Regions from separate parts of the Mus musculus genome. Here region 1 is linked to region 2. Evidence: chromatin contacts called from public promoter capture Hi-C data. All regions are on one chromosome and are shown on one strand. Each heading gives the region's core, a stretch centred on a gene start, on an enhancer-like site or on the middle of the called end of the contact. The rest is flanking DNA. Distances are from core to core; before and after follow the strand shown.

Region 1 (2,744 bases), core at 225-2,724, 1.5 Mb after region 2:
TGCTCTTCCGAAGGTCCTGAGTTCAAATCCCAGCAACCACATGGTGGCTCACAACCATCCGGAATGAGATCTGACGCCCTCTTCTGGTGCATCTGAGGACAGCTACTGTGTACTTAGATATAATAACAAATAAGTCTTTAAAAAAAAAAAAAAAAAGCCGGGCATGGTGACACACGCCTTTAATCCCAGCACTTGGGAGGCAGAGGCAGGCGGATTTCTGAGTTCGAGGCCAGCCTGGTCCACAAAGTGAGTTCCAGGACAGCCAGAGCTATACAGAGAAACCCTGTCTCAAAAAACAAAAATAAAAACAAAAACAAAAAAAGAATGTCTAATTGGGTGTATCAGAAAGAGATGAGCGTAGCCATCACCGGAGATGAAGTTCACTAACTCCACAACGTGAAAACTTCAACAAATCACTCTCAGTATCTCAGTACCTCATGTAAAAAGTACTACCCAAAAACATCTACTACAACAGCTTGTTAAATTCCCAAGACACACCTGAATGTACTTATCACACGCAAAGCAGATACTAAGTAACTCGTAGATGAATCTGATCATTCATTCTTTCGTTTTTTGGCGTTACACTTTTAAGATTCCCCCCTGTAGTTTTAGAACAGGATTTGGCTCTTAATCAGTCTGTGATTGGAATCACTTTAATATAAACCGATATGGTGGCTAGAACTGTAATCTGCTTCCAAGTTGGGGTAAAAAAACACACACACACACACAACACTGAAATCTGGAACTTCCCCAAAAAGATAGTTTACGTTACTTTCAAAGATGACTATACCTAACAGACTGAAACGGGAGGCGGTGCAATAATCTCCTCTCCACACTACGCACCAAAATCGTACTAAATATTAAATGGACACATACCGTTCCACTAGTTGCTACTACATTGCTAAGACGCATCCCACAAGTAGAGTCCTCAAAAGCAGGAAAAAGAGGCGACACTGTTAGTCTCGGAAGGCTAGAGATGGCCCTGGCCTGAAACCTACAGCTTTTAAACTAAGGCTGAGATTCCTCCTAGACTAGACCCCATGCCGACAGAGGTCAGGGCCTGCCCCAAAGGTCAAAAACCTGGAGCCACGCGTCCAGTCTGGGTTGCGAACAGAATCGGATTGCCCTTGCTGGAATCTGTGCCCAGAAGCCAGACGCACCGCTCGCCAATAAACCCTAAACCCACACAGGTCAGAAGGGGCATCGTAGCGTGGTCGCATGCAGGCGCAGCTCCACCACCTGTCCAGGGGGCAGACCCTCGGGCTCCGATACGCCCAACCAGGCCGCATCCTCCTTACTCACACTCACAGCCCGACCTTCCTACGCCATCTGGCCGCCGAGGACCCGGCGAGGGAGCTCCCAGACGCCCCCTTAGCCTCCGGTCCGGCGGCGGCCCGGGACCCGCTCCCCGCCGGGCACTGACGCCGCCGCCGCCGCCGCTACTACCACCATCGCGCAAGCGCGCAGGCGCACGCAACTCAGCACGCTCCCTCTCCCCTCCCACTCCATCCGCCCTTTTCAACCATCTAGCTTTATTTGAACATAAGAAGTGAACAACGGACACCAGACAAGTGGCCTTACTCAAAAAGGATGAAGAGCCCAGATAGGTCTTTTGCACAAACCAATTGGCTGCACCTTCTTTTTCTTGGTTTGTTTGTTTGTTTGTTTGTTTTCCCCATTTTCCAAGCTCTTTCTGGACTTCCCCTACTTTCTAAGCCCTCCACCATAAGCTGTGGCAGTGTCTTGACTACATTTCAAAACTATTCCTTCCTTGTGAAACTTTGGAACAGATAGATTCCAAGTTAGGCATGGTAGCTCACCTCTGCTTCTGGAGGTTGAGAGCAGAGTGTAACGGGAGTTCAAGGCTAGGCAAAGCTGTTACATAGTTCCTGGGCTACAATGTGATACTGTTTCAACAAAGGACAGAACTCAATTTAAATCTTAGCCTAGCCAGGCAGTGATGGCGCACACCTTTAACCCCAGCACTTGGGAGGCAGAGGCAGGCAGATTTCTGAGTTCTAGGCCAGCCTGGTCTACAGAATGAGTTCCAGGACAGCCAGGGCTACACAGAGAAACCCTTTGTCGAAAAACCTAAATAAATAAATAAATACGTTAAAGCCTCAAATCAAAATAAACAGCTACCTTCATTTATGTGTAAATCCAGATTCCTTCTAAAGGTTTAGGGAATTCTTCCAATTGTGTATTTGTGACATCACAAGTCCTTAAAGCATTTAAGGTCTGCTAGGCTGCTTTTTCTACTTCCCCTTTAAGGGAGATTACATACAGAAGTGCTTTGCTCTAAGTTCAGAGACATAGTTCAAGAAATGCCAATATAAGTGAGGACCAAAATAACCATAGACCAGGATTTCACAACATTGACAGGTTTTTGTTTTTGTTTTTGCTTTGCTTTGCTTTGTTTTGTTTGTTTGTTTGTTTGTTTGTTTGTTTTTCGAGACAGGGTTTCTCTGTGTAGCCCTGGCTATCCTGGATCTCACTTTGTAGACCAGGCTGGCCTTGAACTCAGAAATCCGCCTTCCTCTGCCTCCCAAGTGCTGGGATTAAAGGCACGCGCCACCATGCCAGGCAACATTTACAGTTTGAAGCAGATAACTGTTACCAGTTGCTGTCTAGTGCATTCTAAGATAATGTTCCCCCAACTCTCTAGACCCTGCCCAGTGTCCCCCTGGAGGGCAAAAAATGTCCCTAATTGAGAACTACAGTATTACATCCATAATTATCCCAAT
Region 2 (2,761 bases), core at 14-2,513:
GGCCTTGCTTGCCTTGATTTGGTCTCTTTCCTCAGTCTATACTTCAACTCTTTTATGAATCCTATGAAGTACTAACATCCTCCCAGTAATCCCTGCTCTGATGAAGTTAGCCAGTGCAGTTTTCAGCATTTTGCATTTAAGAACCCTAGCAGGCTAGGGAGATAAAGGAAGGGCTAGGCTCAGTTGGTAAAGTGCTTGTCATGCAACATAGACCTCAGTTCGATCCCCAGAACCGACATTAAAAAGGTGGGCATTGCAGTACATGCTTGTGAGAGGCCCTGTCTCATTAAACAAAATGGACGGCACCAGAGAAAGGTCATCTGAGGTTGACCTCTCACCTTTGCACACACTCATACATACAAGTGCATGCAACTGGCACACACATACACACATAAGACCTTGGCAATAAAATTTTGATCCATTTGAAGTTCTAATGTGCAAGTGGTTCTGGATAAGAGTTCATGGAAGTCAAATAGGCAATCTCTAGTTCTTTTCATGCTGTTAGCAGGAAGGGCAGGTGTGAAAAAAATTGCTTCTGGGGAGTATGTCTATAATACATATGTACATATACAATTATATATAATATGTAATATATAATATATATAATAATAGCTTTATCAAGGTATGTAACATACTATAATATGCAGCCTTTAAGTCATACAATAGCAGTACTGGGTATACTTAAATGAACGAGTGCTTGATACTCTAGGATTCTCCAACACTGTCCCTCAAAAGTAAAAGCAAAGTAGACAAATTGGTACTAATACAGTCATAGCTGTAGCAACTTTCATTCTGATTGGTACTTTTTTCCTGCTTGTTTGCCTTGTATTCGTTTTTTAAAACAATAATAATTACTATTCTTTTGCTTGTCTGCTTTTATTTTGAGACACACTCTTGAATAACCATAGAACTGAAACTCCTGATGCTCCTTCTGAGCTACAGGTGTGCGATACCTTGCGGGCTCTGCCTCTTTTAAGTACACTTTTAGGCGTTTTTTACAGACCCAGGAAAATAGCGCTTATCTATTTGAAATGTGTACCATCATCTCCATTCAAGTCTTTTATGTGGAGCACTCCCGAAGATTTCCTTTAGGAAATACCATCTGATCTCTTCAATGAGTCTACCTGTGACCTTGGGCATAAGGGTACTCCAAGCAAGGACTTCCTCAGACACCTAACTCTGAAAACAACTCACTTTTCCCTTCTTGCAAACCCGCCTCTGTACTGGGATCTTCCTGATTGGTTGTTACCTTGTGACGCCATCAGATTGCGACCCTGAAGCGGCTAGCCGTGCTGTCATGTGGCGGGGTGTCCCGGGCTGCCTACGGGACATTGTGCAGTGGCAGGTGGCGCTCTGGTCCCACAGCTTTGTCCGGACTTGGGGTAGCTGTGGGAAGGCGATGACTGAGGCACTGTCTGCGCAAGCCGAGGCAGCGGGCGGGCTGAAGGCTTTGGTTCAGCCAAATGGAGATGCTGGTAGCAACACGAGCGGAGAGCCGCTCCTGGAGCGCCTGGAGCCGGCGGCGGTAGGGAAGCAGGTCCCGGAGAGCGGGGACCAGGCCCAGGGAGGCGAAGGGCAGCTCCCGAGCAACGGAGAGCAGACCCCAGCTCCAGTCGCCGACTCAGGCAAGAGGAAAAAGCGGAGGGGCGCCACTGGGGAACGGGTCGTGCCGCCTCCGAAGAAACGGCGCACCGGGGTGAGCTTTAGCGATGAGCACTTCGCAGAGACTACCTACTACTTCGAGGGCGGCCTGCGCAAGGTGCGGCCCTATTACTTTGACTTCCAGACCTACTGTAAAGGTCGCTGGGTGGGCCGCAGCTTGTTGCACGTCTTCAGCACCGAGTTCCGATCCCAGCCACTGTCTTACTACGAGGCCGCTGTCCGGGCAGGACGCCTGCATCTCAACGAGGAACCAGTCCAGGACCTCAGCATCGTGCTCAAGGTGGTGTCTGATGGAACTAGCTTTGAGAAAAGGAGGGAAGGTTTTGGGATTTTTTTTGTTTGTTTGTTTTCTCAGACACACCTTATAAGTATGGGAGTAAAGTGATGGTAATTCAGAAACAATCTCATTTTCTCTTGGTGCTCTTTTAGTCCCCGCTTCCCACAGCCCCAAGTAGGTTAGATAGCCTTCCCACGCTCCAGAACTTAACCTGATCATCCTTGCCAGCAAGGCTGTTTGTTTCCAACAAACAAAATGGAAATTCTCATGTTCCTTTAATATCTGCCTTGTGGCAAGGGCACTGCCTACTTTCTACCCTGCATGATATATCTCTGTACAAATAATAATAGAGACCTCATTTATGTGTTCTTAACTGTATCAGGAACAAAGTTAAGCGTTTTGTGCACTCTAACATTAAACTCAAGTGGCAACTTTGGGGAGTTTGCATTGCTTCTTCTCCCCTTTGTGACCAAACTGAACCTCAAAGTAAGGCAACAGTACGATTCCCAAAGTGTGCGCTCATATTAACACTGAAACTCGTTTCCCATGTGTATAGAATTAGGAAGTCAGGGATAGATACTAGGCAGGTGTTTTGTTTTGATTTATTTATTTTATTTTAGTACACTGCAGCTGTCTTCAGACACACCAGAAGAGGGCATCAGATCCCATTTCAGATAGTTGGGAGCCACCGTGTGGTTGCTGGGAATTGAACTCAGGACCTCTGGAAGAACAGTCAGTGCTCTTAACCACCGAGCCATCTCTCCAGCCTTTTTTTTTTTTTTTTAAATTCAGTGAGACTACTATCATTAACACTGGCTCACA

Evidence for each region. Capture Hi-C pulls out chosen DNA fragments and counts their contacts.
Region 1: a promoter capture Hi-C map of adipose tissue shows a contact between it and region 2, with 2.5 times the contacts expected there. The contact joins the promoter of Zfp106 here to the promoter of Rpusd2 in region 2. A contact is called at or near these places in 1 of 39 promoter capture datasets (erythroid cells) and 2 of 9 other capture datasets (adipose tissue and liver).

The regions. Positions count from the first base shown.
Region 1 is chr2:120,562,385-120,565,128 of GRCm38.p6, forward strand. It overlaps Zfp106 (zinc finger protein 106), which reads right to left and starts at 1,475. Exons shown (of 22, transcript NM_011743.3): 1 at 1,303-1,475.
Region 2 is chr2:119,033,527-119,036,287 of GRCm38.p6, forward strand. Rpusd2 (RNA pseudouridylate synthase domain containing 2) reads left to right here and starts at 1,264. Exons shown (of 3, transcript NM_173450.3): 1 at 1,264-1,942. The coding sequence starts at 1,298.